Regions from separate parts of the Mus musculus genome. Here region 2 is linked to region 1. A link is a contact called in public promoter capture Hi-C data. All regions are on one chromosome and are shown on one strand. Each heading gives the region's core, a stretch centred on a gene start, on an enhancer-like site or on the middle of the called end of the contact. The rest is flanking DNA. Distances are from core to core; before and after follow the strand shown.

What was found. Capture Hi-C pulls out chosen DNA fragments and counts their contacts.
Region 2: a promoter capture Hi-C map of liver shows a contact between it and region 1. The contact joins two enhancer-like sites. A contact is called at or near these places in 5 of 484 Hi-C or Micro-C datasets (ECoMG-derived neutrophils, bone marrow-derived macrophages, epiblasts and 2 more) and 3 of 9 other capture datasets (adipose tissue, liver and pancreatic islet).

Annotation. Positions count from the first base shown.
Region 1 is chr10:123,048,744-123,056,700 of GRCm38.p6, forward strand. It overlaps Mon2 (MON2 homolog, regulator of endosome to Golgi trafficking), which reads right to left. Exons shown (of 36, transcript NM_001163024.1): 3 at 3,442-3,569; 4 at 2,894-3,025. Among named protein-coding and RNA genes, the nearest start is that of Mon2, 24 kb to the right of the region's middle. Within about 2 kb of position 3,463, at least 8 of the 459 cell types and tissues checked have an H3K27ac peak or open chromatin away from gene starts, as enhancers often do. A contact at or near this core is called in liver, where this site is marked.
Region 2 is chr10:123,116,357-123,124,313 of GRCm38.p6, forward strand. Usp15 (ubiquitin specific peptidase 15) reads right to left here. Exons shown (of 22, transcript NM_027604.4): 19 at 7,580-7,729; 20 at 5,216-5,319; 21 at 2,753-2,841. Among named protein-coding and RNA genes, the nearest start is that of Mon2, 44 kb to the left of the region's middle. Within about 2 kb of position 4,460, at least 10 of the 459 cell types and tissues checked have an H3K27ac peak or open chromatin away from gene starts, as enhancers often do. A contact at or near this core is called in liver, where this site is marked.

The sequences.
Region 1 (7,957 bases), core at 2,213-4,712:
TCCATAAGTGTCTTTAGAGTCCTTTGTCAATTCTTCATGTGGTAGTTTTGTCCTGGGGAATAATACTTTAAACAGCTCTTTACAAGCACAAGTGTGTCCTTTGTCAGAGAGCTGCAACTGTTTTCCTCTACCCTGTGACTTATTTTATGGTTCATGGACCATAAAATCTGAGCTCTGTATCTGCAATTGTTTTCTTCTACCCTGTGACTCATTTTATGGCTCATGGACCACAAAATTCAAGCTCTAAGATATGGTTACATACACCAGTATCATAAAGATCTTCTAAAAGTTTAATAGTTGTCACTCTCGGAAGAAATACAAAATTCTGTGCCTTATCAACTGATCAACATTTTTAAAAGAATTATTTTTCATTTTATATTAAGTGCTTTGCCTTCATGAAAGAACACTACCTACATGCCTGGTGCCTGAGGAGGCCAGAAGGGTGCTGGATACCAAACCCAGGTCCTCTGCAGAAGCAACTAGTATGCTTTCTGTCTGTTTTGTCGAGACAGGGTTTCTCTGTGTAGCCCTGGCTGTCCTAGAACTCACTCTGTAGACCAGGCAGACCTTGAACTCGAGATCTACCTGCCTCTGCCTCCCGAGTGCTGGGATTAAATGCATGACCTCCCGCTAGTGCTTTTAACCACTGGGCCATCTCTTCAGGGCTCTTACATTCAGTTTTTAAGTGACACGCCCTTTAACAGAAAACTTACACTATATCTCAACTTCAAAAAAGTATATTATGTTGTTACACAGGAGCCTCTATGTTGATCAAGCTTGCATTATACCTTTCTACCTCAATTTTATTAGCCAATACTTCATTTTCAACTAGGTAGCATACTAAAATAAATTCTATAATTACTTCTTTCTGTATGTGTGTGTGTGTGTAAGAGTGCACATGTGAGTGTCTGAGTTCAGGTGCCCACAGTGTGCACAGGTGTGTGAAGGCCGGTACCATCCACCTTGCTTTTGAGACTGGGTCTCTCACTGGAACTTGCTTCCTAGTCTAGACGGTTTACAGTGGTCCTCAGTGTGCTAGTCAGGGTTTTTTAACTTAACACAAGCTAGAGTAGCCTAGGAAGAGGAAACCTCCATTGAGGAAATGCCTCCTTAGAATGGCCTGTGGGCATGTCTGTGGGGCAGCTTCTTGATGAATGGCTGATCTGAAGGGTCTACTCCACTGTGGGTGGGCTGTATAAGAAAGCAAGCTGAGCAAGTCAGTGGACAGCACTCCTCCATGGTCTGTTTCGGTTCCTGCCTCAAGTGTCCTTGATGATTGTCTTAGTCAGGGTTTCTATTCCTGCACAAGCATCATGACCAAGAAACAAGTTGGGGAGGAAAGGGTTTATTCGGCTTACACTTCCATACTGCTGTTTATCACCAAAGGAAGTCAGGACTGGAACTCAAGCAGGTCAGAAAGCAGGAGCTGATGCTGAGGCCATGGAGGGATGTTACTTACTGGCTTGCTTCCCCTGGCTTGCTCAGCCTGCTCTCTTATAGAACCCAAGACTACCAGCCCAGAGATGGTCCCACCCACAAGGGGCCTTTCCCCCTTGATCACTAACTGAGAAAATGCCTTACAGTTGGATCTCATGGAGGCATTTCCTCAACTGAAGCTCCTTTCTCTGGGATAACTCCAGCTGTGTCAAGTTGACACAAAACTAGCCAGTACAATGATGTTCTCTAACCTGAGCTCAAGCAACTCTTCTTCCCCAAGTTACTTGTAGACATGGAGTTGACCAAAAGGAACCTAATCAGGACACCGAGGGGTCACCTGTCTCTTCCCACACTGAGCATAAGCCAGTACACACTTGGTCCCACCCTCCTCACGAGGGTACTAGCGATGCGCCTCAGGTCCCCATGCTGGTACGGCAAACGCTTTGCTGACAGAACCATCTCCCAAGCCCCAGTTCTTCTTCTTTAGTATGTCAAGTGGTATCAGTGTATACATTTTAAATATAGTTATTACAAGAATAACTGGATAGCAAGAAACCAGATGGAACTGCACACAAGCACTCCACTTAGTAGACAGGGCCTGGAAGAATGAAAGCTGTTATGCTCTAGAACACCAAGGTAACATCTAGGAAGGATGAACACCCAGAGCCACCTACGACAGTGTGCAGACTGAGTCTGCAGACATCTCTCTTTATCAACTAGCCTTCCTTTAAAGCACAGACATTATGAAACAAAGTTGGCCCTGGTGGCATTTAATCCTAGCACTCAGGAGGCAGGGGCAAGCACATCTCTGTGAGTTTGAGGCTAACCTGGTCTACATAGCAAGTTCCAGGCCATCCAAGGCCACATAGTGAGACTTTATCTCAACAAACAAACAAGTTCAAAACACTCCTAGAGGATAAACTATGAGCTGAGGACTGTATTATGTTGCTTTCTGTTCTACAGAAATATTTCATGATTTTATATTCCAAAGAGGATGGGAGAAGGGAAGAAAGTAAAAATTAGCTAGGAAACCTCATGTGGTATTAAGTGCTCAAAGAAGGGTTTTGGCCACTTATGAGACAGGCCCGAGCTGTTTGGTTTCCTAACAATGCATACAGGTAGCTTCAAAACAGGAGAACTGAGGAGCAAACATGGAGAAATTCCGAAGCCGACACAATGAAGGCACCGCCCGCCCTTCCTTTCACATCCCTTCTCGACACAGCTCTACGGCTGCTCTTCTCCCACTCAGCATTCCTCACTAAACTCAGCCCAGCCACAGGCTGGCTAACGGATGTCCTCTCATCTGGAGGGACTAACTCACAAGGATGACCACCACAGTAACTGTGGAGAAGTGACTTGTGCTTCACTCCAATGGCTCTAGGCGTCTATCTTTTAATCAGCTTATTCAAACACTACCTCAAAACATTTATAAACATCAATTAAATGGGTTTCTTACCTTGGAAAGTGCCTCGTCATGAACTACCGTGTTGGTTGTTAAAAGAACAAGAACTGTTTGAAGCAGCTTAAGTTCTTCAAGGCTGTTTTCCATTAGCTGCCAAAGCATGTTAATTATGTTTCCAGCAGCAGTCTGTGAATCAGAGGACGGCACACAAAATCAACTCAGATCTGAGAGATGATGGAGATTCACAATAATACTATTTATTTTCCACCATCAAGTGAGATACAAACAAAATACTTACATTAATGAGTAACTATCAATTCAAATAATCTACACTTTAAAATATGAATTATATTCTGTAACTATTCTATGACACTGAAAACTTGATTCTAAAATCAGTGCCTGTACTATGAACTCTGCCTTAGATTACAAGTAGCTCACTGGAGTGCAGTTCATCTTTAATGTTAGCTTCATTTTTAAGTTACTCTTCTTTCGTAAAACTACCTCCCAGGAGGAATCAGGAGGAATCAGGCTCACTTCAATCTTCTCATGAACACTACTGACGTAACTCTTAACAAGCAATTCAGATAAAATCTTCAACCTACCTCAGACACCACTTCATGGGACATGAGTCTCTGGATGGCGGCCAAACACAACTGTGTGATCTTTGGTTCCTTGGTCCCACACCCCATTAGGAAAGGCTGCACGACCTCTGAGCTGTTCTCTTTCAATGCTTTATTCAGAAAACACAGCAGATGATTTACTGATCGATGCATGGTGAGGAACGTTTGTCTACGTACTTAGAACCTATGACAATTCTTTTTATGTAAAGTAAATATCCAAACAGAAACAAGTCATAAGAATTCAGGGGATTCAGATGTACAGTCTTTACTCAACTGCAGGAGTCCCAGGCTTTCTCTAACATGGGATTCTGGGTACAAGTTCAGAAATTAACATTTCTTCATATTATACAAGAGTAAAATAAACAAGAATTCATATTACAGAGCAGAAAGTGGTTCAAATTGTATGTACATCATGCCTTCCATAGTTCATAGGTGCCCTACATTATTTTTATATGCTGTGAATGTTTATAACACTAATTTCTTCAGGAAGTAAACACAATTCTTAGACAACAATAGCATTCTTCCTGTTATTACAGAAAGGGCATTTTAAATTAAGTACTAAATATACAAACTTTTACTCCTAACCTTAATTCTACCGACTCTCGACATTTTAAAGTAGTGATAATAATTAAATTCAATTGAACAATTCATTTATAACATAAAATTTAAAAATTGCTTAAAGGCAAAATAGATTAAAAAAAAGTTTGTCGCTTTCAGAGAAACGAAATAAATAGCATGGAATTTTAAGTAAAGGGAACATTAAAGTTAGGAGTTTGATAGCCTTTTTCAAGGAAATAAAACTCATTCATTAACTACAGGAATATCTGAGTCAGAAAATAATTTTTCAGAAGAACTTAAAAGAAAATCATTCATAATCATGACTGAAGGTAAAAAGACCACCTCAGCCATTGTTTCCTTCTTATCGTGTTTACAGTGCCAGATATGAATTTCCTCTTATGGATCAGGCCCCAATTCCAACCAGAGAAGAGCTGATTTTACCCATAACACTCACACCACTCTTGCCCAGAGAGGTGGGTGTCTCATGCCTGGCAGCCTGGCCTTGTGGACTGTAGGAGTCACAGGGAGGGGTGTGAAACACAAGTGCCATTTAGGGAAGGGCACGTCACTCTGACCATCTGTAACCCTCTGTATTATCTTACTACAAATCTCATCATTTCATTTTTCTTTACAGATGGACAAAATTCCACTGTGTATTATGCACCATAATTGTATTATACATCTTGGGCTCTCCCGGTAAATTCAGCCCCTGCTGATGATCTTATTGTCAGGATGCTAAGCTAACTTCTAAATATTTGTGTTTATAACCACAGACAAATGCTACTCACTCCCAGACTCCCTATGCAGAAGACGGGAAGAAACAATGTAAGTAATATAGGGAGAAGATCTGAAATGTGAAATGCCATTTCTGGGCGTGGCACAGCCAGTGCAAATGAGACCACACAGCATCTGTGGCTTCGGTGCAAGAGCCCACAGAAAACTGTACCTGTCAAAAGTCAAGCACAGATTAGGGAGGGTGTGCACATGTCCCTACCCTTCCCTGTTGAAGTACTGATGACTGATGCACTCTGGGCAAGAGCCAGCAATTATTGTCCATTGGGCACCAAGTTCCAAGTCCATGTTCACACAGATAATCTTAAACATACACAAACATACACTCACACACACACGCATGTGCAAGAAATGCAAGGCTTGACTGTTTGAAAGGGAAGCAAAGGGAGGTGGAGAGGTAACCACAACACACTTTACACCAGTGTGGCAGAAAAGTGCAAAGTGAGTGTTTTTTAAAATTTGGTACTGAATATTTAAATCTACTTTATGCCTCCCAAAGTACACACTATGGGATGATAAACTAAGACCACAACTTCCGACAATATTCTGAAGTTACTAATTTAGCACAGCTTAGAGAAGGGAATCACACTGGAAGAGAGAAACAGTGCCCTATTCCCCGACTTTCTAGGGCATGGAAGTTTTAACTCAAACATGGAGAAAATAATTTCACAACAATATTGTAAAACTATTGAAGTAAGCAATTCAAATATTATTTTGGAACTGATATAATTCTGCATGTTATGGAATCATAATGGAATAAAATTAGAAAATAATAAGAGAAATCACAGGAAAGACACAGATGTTTAGAGATCAAACAGCACATTCTTAAATGGCCAGTGGGTAATTAAAATAATCAGGGACAAAATTTTCCTATGATCAAATAAATGATAGTACAAGTTATTCGAGATGCAAAAAACAAAAAGAAAAGAAAAAAAAAAAACAACCAGGACTACAACAACAAAGCTAGCAGTTTCAACTGGAAGTTTATAGTTATGAACGCTTACATGTTAACATCATAAAGATTTCAGATAACTGAACAATGAACTTCAGTGTCCTAGATAAGCAACCGAAACCCAAAAAAGCATATAGGAAGAAATAATAAAGTTCAGAGGAGAATTTAATAGAGAACCAACAAAGCAAAGAAAAACAGGAAAAAAAAAAAACACACTAATAAAGCCAGAAAAAAAGGAATATAAATACCAATGAAATCCAGAATATTATTTGAGAATACTTTGAAAGTACATCTTCCAATAAACTAGAAAATAGTCAAGAATAATATTTGAATATTTGAGAAAGTGTTAAGAACATATACCATAATCCAGTACAGGTCATGCAAGACACAAAGGTATTCAGCATGCATAACCAACAAGCTGAACAGAGCACAGAAACAGGTGACGTCCCAGTGGATACAGAAAGTCTGTGCTGTGCCACGGTGAGCATCCCTCCCTTCATGGCCTAAGTGGGGGGCAGGAGCATGGTTCAACACAGGTGAGGCCGTCACGGCAAGCTTACATAAGGCGCTATGGAGGGGAGGCTGGGAGCTGTCCCTCTATACAAGGAACCAGGCCAGGATGCCCTGTTTTTCCTTTCCATTCCTTGTCAATCAATACAGTTCTCAAAATCTTAGCTAGAACAAACAAACCATGAGAAAGAAAGAAAAGGGATAAAACAGGAAGAAAGAAGTCAAAATATCCCTATTCGCACATGGGAGGATTTTATTCTTAAAACACGACCCTAAATATTCTGCCATAAAACTCAGATGTGGTAGAGAGAGAGCATGCTTCGTTCTCTTCCTGCTCCTATGAGCAGTGCTAGACATCAGGACCGGGCCCTGAATCTCCTCCACCCCTGGCTGCCATCAGCTCTGTGTTTCTTCCAGTTACACGTAATCATGACATATCAGTTTGACAAGTGACAAGTGACACATGAACCTATTTTGACAAGATGGTCTTCATGAGACATCTGAACACAATCATGATTCTGAGGAGACAACGGGGCCAGAGTGCCTGTAGTCCTTTTTCAGACTTTATGATCAGACAACACTCCAAGTGTATACCCAAATAGCATTAGGCTGGCTCTGTGATATAATTCACAGCCTACATTGAGGAAGGGCTCAGTGTTGCCATGTAATATAAACTCTGGCAACAAAAGAAACAACAAAATGCTGGTTCTAGTTCTAGAAAGCTTGTCATTTTAGAAGGGAACTTTCTGGCAAGGAGGGAGCAGGCGAGTGAATGGGATGGAGGGATACAGGAAGCAGAGAGCACAGATGGAGCACAGCTGCCAGCTGTCTTTCTCCTGTGATTCTGAGGAGCTCTTTACTTCCAAGGACGATGTTGCATGTATCCTTTAGGTGTTTAACACCTACACAACTGAAGAGATGGCTCAGCAGTTAATACGCTATTTCAGCTCCCAGTACCCAAACAGAGGCTCAGAACTGCCTGGAACTCTAGTTCCTGGGGATCCAATGCCTACTCCTAGGGCTTCCTGTGCATCAGGCACACACATGGTTCGTATACTGAGATACAGGAAAAATACTCATACATATAAAATTATAAAATACTTTTTTTAAGATATCACAAATACATATATTGATATACTATACCAAAACAAACAGGTAAACTGCTTTTTATGTCATTAAAAAAATTCTGAAGTGTATTTTCTCATTGCTATAGAGACTCTTAGCATTAAGGCTGTGTAGACAGGAAAAGATAAGGAGAACTATGAGGAGCTAACCCAGTCACAGACAGTGATTATGTTTTGCGTGTGTACTGACAATAGTTGAAAGCAGCCATGGTAAATGTAATCACTAGGGTTTGGACTAAGAGTTAGATATTGAACTTTCAAAGATATTACAACTTGATAAGATTTCTTGATAAGCAGAATATAACTTTTATGTTACACATGCCTTCTCGAACTTTAGTAGCTTGTGATCTAGGCTAATAAATCAGTTGTAACACAGAGCAGTCAGAAGTCAGACGAAGGCGTTAGGTTTTGTAATGGAAGCCTTTACATTGTCATCTCTCACTCTCCGTGTGGCATGGAAGGCGGAGGTGCAGGCGTGTGCGTCTGCTCAGGCTGGCATCACCTGGCATAGCCTTTCCAATCATGTCAGCGTTCATGACAGCAGAGAGAACAAAGAGAAGCA
Region 2 (7,957 bases), core at 3,210-5,709, 69 kb after region 1:
GGGCCAGCAGTGTCAGAGTCAACTGGCTGTCTTTAAAGTAGTCCATCATTCAGTCGTACTTGATATTTCACAGCCTTCTCTCCAGTAACTTCTGTCTTCAGTGACACTGCCTCTCCCTACATCTTTCTTCCAGTTCCTAGGGCATTCTTCTGTGGTCTCACTAAATCCTTTAAAGACGCCCTGCTCTGTCTCAGCTTGTGTCCCTCACTTGGCATTTCAAAAGAGCCTGTGGCTTCAACTGCTAGCTAAGAATAACAGGTCATGCCCTAGCACTTAGCAAGTTGAGGTTAGCCTGGACTACACAGTGAGCCCATGGTTGGTAAAAATAATCCAGTTCTTACCCTGAACTGAATTTAGTTCTACAACTAGGTTATCATACACTTCGAATGTCACTGGCAAACTTCCTTCCAACTTTGATAAATCATTGCATTTCTATCTTAATAAGGAACTCCAGTCAGGTTTTACTAATTCTATTCAAATATTTCACACGCTCCTTCTCTTTTGAGCAGAGTAATTTAAGTCCGTAAATCACGCTGTCAGCCTCGTGTAGCCTTTCTGCCGACTCAGTACCTTCAGTCTCCCTTGCTCTCATGATACCAGCGAGCTATGAAGATAGAACACACGGTGCTATTACACTATCTGCCAAGCAAGCACCCGAGAGCCGCTCAAGTTGAAGGTGAGAGCAGTTACGATACCACGTTCTTTCCCAAGCGCTAATCTGACCTGCAGGCTAATCCCGTCCCCACATCCTGATCTCTCATGCCTCACACTGGCAATGGCACCCTTGCCAGGCCTCCTGGGCTTCTCAGGTTTCAGGTGAGCTTGTGCTTGGTGACGCTTACTTAACTTACATATTCGTAGGAGCAGGGGAAGGCCAAGCATTGTGTTTAGACTGAAATTTTCCGTACTTCCTTACTTCCTCCAGCACAGTCAACCCCTTTCTGTCTCTGTCATATGATGATGTTAATTTGTCTGTGTCCGGGTTGTTAAGGGGTAGAGACAGTGAAATGCATGGCTGTTCAGAATGGAACTAGGCTGTGCCGGACACACATACTCAAGTGTTCCTTGACTAAATGAAGACTCATGTGAAAGCAACAACAACATTAACTTCATCCTTGAATTCCTGATGTGCGGCTGCCTCACTGCCTGGGTTCCGGGACTAAGGAGTGTAGCACTAAGTCTGGCTTATGCGGTGTGGAAACGAATGGCCTCTATCAGCCAAACCTGAACAAGATACATTTTGATGTGAAAGGCAGGATTAGGACAGTTCATTTTCAGATGTTGGGCGGAAGGATCAGAGAAACAGAACTGAAGTGTGGGATTCGTACACAGATGGGAGGTGCTAAAGCGGCCATTTACCTATTTTTAAAAGCTAGTATAGCATTCAACTTATTGCCTAGGTATGTAGGAAGGTGTTACCACGTAGGCTTGTGTAAGGACATTCGGTACAATGGCATCATTGTTTCAGAACACTACAAGCTATGAGACTGTAGAGCAGTCACAAATACACGCTGGGTGAACAGGAGGGAAGAGAGACAAGTTATTTTTGACCTGTTTGTTTCACAGAGTAAATCTGTGCCAGTAGATGGGTTCAGAATCTTATTAATTTGCTTTAAGAACGTGAATCCTTGAAATATTATAAACACTACTGTCTACTCTTTAGTATTTAATCTGGAAACACAGGCGTCAGTTAGCATTTCTAGTATCATGGACACCTGTATTGGAAACACCACAAGGAAATGTTACTACCTCTCTTTCTAAGTAAGGAAAAAAACCCCAAACATTCAAAAATTTACATGTCTAGGTTTTTTGTTACATGTATAGCTATTCTGTCTGCTGTGTACCCTGTGCAAGTCTGATGCTGTGGAGGCCAAGAGGACAGCAGATTTGGAATTAGAATACCAGGCTACACCGTGGGTTCTGGGAAAGGTGCCCGGGTCCTCTGAAGAGCGGTCAGCGTTCACCTCTGAGCCATCTCTTCAGCCTTGTTACATTTCTTACTCTTTATAATATTGTAATAACTAAAATTCAGGGAAGGACAAACCTCTATGGAATAACTGTTTTCTTTTTAAAACACACCATAGTCAGCTTCTATCAATCAATTCTGTCAATAAAAATGTGTTGTTGTTACATAAAACAAACACCAGTGCAGAGAGAGAACAGCTGACCAGTTTCTCTACTGAGAATGCGAAAGTGACAGTGGATCAGGGCTAACCTCGTAGAGTGACACATGACCAGAGAATCTGTAAATTCTTTTACTCACTCATGAGCTGTCACGTGCTGTCAAGCTTAAAAGACTCCTGACTAAAACTCACAGGCTCTAGCACCCCAACCACAGTAGCCAATGTCTGAGAGCTCAGGGCTACTCCCCTTTCTCCCGAGGAAAACGACTCCCCTAAGAAAGTTGTTCACAGTGTGACTTTGTGCTGAGAAAATTCTCAAGATTAATTTCCAAACAAGCAATTTTCTGTGTCTTGAAGTCAAAATGAACACCGTTTGCAACAAGCTGCTAGAGTATGGGACACAGTGTTCTGATGACCCCCTTCCTCTTATTTTCGGAGACAGGGTTCCTCCGTGTAGCCTGGGCTGTCCTGGAACTCACTGTGTGGATCAGGCTGGCCTCAACAGGCATGCGCTACCATGCCTGGCCCTGGTACATGAGCACATTCCAGCCCCAGTCTTCCCTTCTGTTTACTTACATGTCTTCCTAAGAGGCTGACCCCATGACTTCAGAAACTGAAGACATACTTACCACGATTTGGTCTTCAGATGCAGTGGAGACGCTACTGTCATCGAAATAGTACCACTTCCCATCATCTTTGTTTTTTGCAAAAGCAGTATCTAATGAAAGAATACAGTTACTTCTTGACTGGAACCCTCACAACTCTGTGATCGCATGCCTAAGAAATATTTACTAGAGGCATGATAAACATCTGTAAGAGGTAGTGTACATTAACCTGATGGTAAGTATCTTCACGAGGGTAGAACACACTCATGTGATGAGAAGTATCTATATAAAACTAGAACACATTCAAGTGATTTGACAAAGCCTTTGAGAATCATTTCTAGCAAATTTAAATACTTTTTTTTTCTAAGTTGAAACGTGTGACATTTTTCAGAGGAAGAAAAACTATGGTAAAATAATAATATAAATAATTTTTAAAAAAAAATTCACATAAAAATATACCAGTGGTAATTAGAGATAGTTCCATTTATGTAGTGGTTATGTAAGCAGGTGCAATACTGTGCACTGCATCCACATTCAGGCACCACCCCGATTCTCACTGGAGAACTAGGAACCTTAGGCTTCCAGAGGACAGTTTGCTCCAGGCAGTGGAGCTGTTACTCAGGCTGGGTCTGATGCCTAAGTCCAGCATCTTTATTCCTTAAGTTCCTATGACATTTTCCTTTCTGACAACCTTGCTCAGTCACCTGTGGCTCTTACACACTAGGATTTCCCTGCCTTTAATAGAGTACAGAACAGGGAAAGATGACAAGTGGTACTTTTTACTCCATGCTTCGTATAAAGGATGCTCAAACCCCCATGTGCTACCAGAACACGCTCCGACCATAGCTGTACACATACACATTAACCATCAACATTCCGAGGTGCTGAGGAACAGGGTGGCATGACAGCTTCCCCTGGGGAGCCTTCAGCCATTTTCCCTCCTTGCAACCACACAGATTCACAGTAACCAGCCGTGAACATCTTCTGTCTGTGTTCCCTCTAGGATCCTGCATGCAACAGCCTCACGTCTTTCGTTCTGTATCCCTTCTTAAATCTGCTCAGCGGCGTGAGGCCTAATGCATGTGCTGAGCTTGTCAGTCTGAACTCAAGAGAACTGCAGAGTAGACAGCGCACCCACAGAAGGAATATTCTCAGTCTTAAAGAAAATGAGAAAACTGTGAGATAGACTAAATAAAGAATTTCGTAACCCTCTTTGAAAATCTTAGCAAGCTAGACCCGTGGAGAGGGTGATTATAAAGCAACAGTGAGACAAGAATGATAAAGCCAACACACAGCCCAACAGCAACTATGAAGAGCCAGTCCTAGGTAAGCCGGAGTGGGGTGCAGAGGGTAGCCTTTCACAGAGGTAACAATGTCCAGATGTAGGCAGCAACAACAACAACAACAAGAGAAGACTGACAGTCCATAATGACACGAGACAGAAAACCCACGGGTCAGGCCCAGATGTAGGGATATATTCTAGTAGACTTGTTGGGATAGTTACTGTCCATATTGTTCTGGTGATTTCAGAAAGAAAAACAAAAGCAATGTAGCTTGTTTTGGGACGATAGATTTGATTTCAAAGTGAAGTAATATATATAAAAAAGACTATTTCACTTATGACTGAAATCGTTAAGAACTCTACTCAGTTAATGCAATCAAGCGGGCACTGAGAAGGATAAAACGATGACCACGGGAATGGCAGTCGTCTGCCCAGTGCAGTGTGAGCTGGCACAGGCAGCCTCAACTCCCATCCGCTCGGCACGCACGCTCACTGTGTGAGGAAGCGGCACTATGGACAGCTCAGAGGCATCCTTGGATAACAGACCATAAATACTGACTCGTTTTCAGTCTTACAGTAGTAGAGCGTTAAGTGTAATTTGGAGTGGAAAGATAAATGCCATAATTGTAATCATAAAAAGCAAAAGATTAAATAACAAGAGGAAGTTATTGAGATCAACAGTACCTATTGCTTAACAAATAAATATACATGGTTTCAAAGTACGCAGGGCTGCAGAGATGGCTCAATAGTTAAGAGCACTGGCTGCTTTTTCAAAGGTCCAGAGTTCAATTCCCAGCAACCACATGGTAGCTCACAAACATCTACAGTGAGATCTGGTGCCCTCTTCTGGCCTGCAGGCCTACAGGCATACAGAACACTGTGTACATAGTAAATAAATCTTAAAAAAGAAAAGAGTTGCAGAAGAGCACAGCTGCAGATACCTGAAAAGGAGCGAGGCTGATGGGTGGGAGGGACAGGACCTTAGACAGACAGCATGTGCCTTCCTGGCCTTCAGCTGAAGGGCATTAACTATTCCTATATAGAACTGGCTTTTAAAATACAAGCTATACAGGTGATTCATTCACCTAAGACTATTGAACAATGATTATAAGCAAGATTCATTTGACATTTTATTTACTTAAAAGTACTGACTATGTTACAGGAAAAAGTACATGAAAAGGTTAAAATGTAAAATGTCAACTTACAATGTCCTCCTCCCATCCCTCCATAGTGGTTGGAAACAGCAATCAAATTATAGCGGCAAGGACCTGCATTTGGGTTAATTAGGAATTCTGACATATCCAAGTCACTGTTAAAAAGGAAATCAGAGGTTAAGGCACACTTTAAAAGTGATGAAATATTTCTCTTCTAAAGCAATAAATAGTGTCTTCTGCTAATACTGACTCTCCTATATGTATTCATGCATGTGCATTAATACAACAACATCAGCAACAAACACACATACCTCATAGAAGAAATTACCCAGAGATAATTTACCAAATGAATTGGACATGTACCCTTGAAATTTTAGTGTTTAGGGGTTAATAATTCAACACTGAATGTTATTCTGATTGATGTTTTCATGATTCCACATTAATTTTCAGTGTTCCAGAGAAAAAAATTAAAATGAAAAGTAAAAATCAACTTTCTTAGTAATACCCATAAATTAAAAACTTTGAGAGAACCCCCTGCAGCTGCTTCTGTAACCCAGTATACCCTCTAACTGCACAGTGCTCCCTGCTCACAGACTCACAGACGAGGTGGCTCCATCCAGTCACAACTGGTTAGACACAGAGACCAACGGGCCAACCGTGGGGTACTTGTTTCCACTTAGTGCATTTACAATCCAGCCCTCCACTTAAATCTCAGGAAGATCATGGCAGGGGAGGGAAAGACTGTAAGAGATTGTGTCTTATAACGACAACGACAGGGGTGGTAGTGCTGGGGAAATGGATCAGCATGAGAGACCATCAGCTGCTCTTTCACAGGGTCCAGGTTCAATTCCCAGTCCCCACACGGCAGCTCTGGCCTCTGCAGTCACTGCACACATGTGGCACACAGGCCTAGGATGCAAACCATCTACAAAGTAAAACTAAATCTCAAGAAAAAAAGAGGACAGGAAGGGGGTGATGTGTACAGGAGAGGGTAGACTGCAGGAGTTGGGAAGAGTCTTGAAGTGATCAAATACATTGTGTTACATTTTCAAAGTATTAGTAAAAATATTAAAATGTAGGGTTTTTATCCTATGCTTCGTAGTCTGCATGACTCATACACTAGAAATGGGCAGCATCTTTTGAATGCAACATACTGTTCATTATCTATTGTGTATTAAGTCAAGAACAAAACCACCTTGTTTCTGGGCATCACTCTTTTTTTTTTTTTCCAAGACAGGGTTTCTCTGTGTATCCCTGGCTGCCCTCGAACTCAGAAATCCGCCTGTCTCTGCCTCCCGAGTGCTGGGATTAAAGGTGGGCGCCACCACCGCCCGGCTTCTGGGAATCATTCTTATGCTTGCATCATTAAAAGGTAATAATGTTTCTCAATTTTAAATATACTGCTATTGAATCTAGCTTTCCAATACTCACACTGTTAAAATGATATACTCTTGAAACATTATGGCTCAGTATTTTAAGATAAAAATGCCTTATTTGAGTTTCTAGACAGCATGGTCTTGAACACATTCGTGACCCAGTGCTTCAAGGATGGTGTAGAGGTGCACACTTACCCACTCAGCCCTAGCCCTTTCGCCCTCAATGATTGCAAAATGTTTTCAATCAATAAATATCAGTAAAATACTGAGTCCGTTAACTCTCTTCCCATTCGCATTCCCGCTATCCTTCCGACTGTCTTTGCTAATATACATGCCATTGGCATGCCTACTACTTTACACAGGGTGAAAGACACTGTCATGTCCTCTTACACACACCATAGTGTCCTGCTCTAATAATAATAATAAGTTAGTGTGGGAGGCAAATAATGCTAACTGTTCACCTTCTCAATTTCCAATTTTGTGTAGTAAAAACCAACCAACCAACAAAACCCCAGACACGCTGGCTGGCCTCAGAGTTTTGAGAATTAACTCTGTTGTGCCCTCAGACTGTCCTCTCTTCACGCATCACCATCTGAGAAGGATGCCAAAGATAGCATCTGATGGTGCAGTCTAAGCCTTCCCTGATACTTTTGTATCATTTTAGTTTTTTTCTAGAAAAGCATATTTAGGAGTGACTGATGGATAATAAAATAATTATTAGGAAAACATAGAGCCACTAAGCCAACAAAGTATCTTATAAATGGTACTGTAACGTAAGGTAATTCAGTACAGACTGAGTTACAACGTATCTTTAAAAAAAACACAGACAAAAAAACATTTCCTTTGGTCCATGAAAAATAAAATCTCTTATGAAAAAATATTGTGAAATACTAATTCTAATAAATTATTATAACTACTCAAAACTTCAATGTTTAAACTGGTTTAATTATACCTGATGTTTCCTAATGCAAAATAAGGAAATCATCACATAAATTAGTAAAAAAAGAAGGCCTCTTGTTTACTGAGTAGTTGAACTTACCTGATGGGAAAATCGACTAATGTATCTAGCTTGTCTCTCATGTAGCGACTATAGGAGAATCTCTTGAGATGCACCACAAGAACTGGAGGCAGGGACCACAGATCTAATTTCTTTGTGGCTTGCTGATGCTCTTTACAATTTGGACAATACCTATCAAGAAGAAATCATAGCGCTTGACAGAGGCAGAACCATGCCTGCATTACTGAAAACTATGAACCAAAGTCACCGCATGGGCAGGTTCTCCATCTTAGCAGTGAGTAATTATTGTAAACCTAACAGAAATGAACATGCAAGCAATTCCTCACGACATTAATCCTCTACATTTTCACATGAGCTTTATAAAGAAATACTCAGAGGAAGGATGAAAGTGGTTTATTA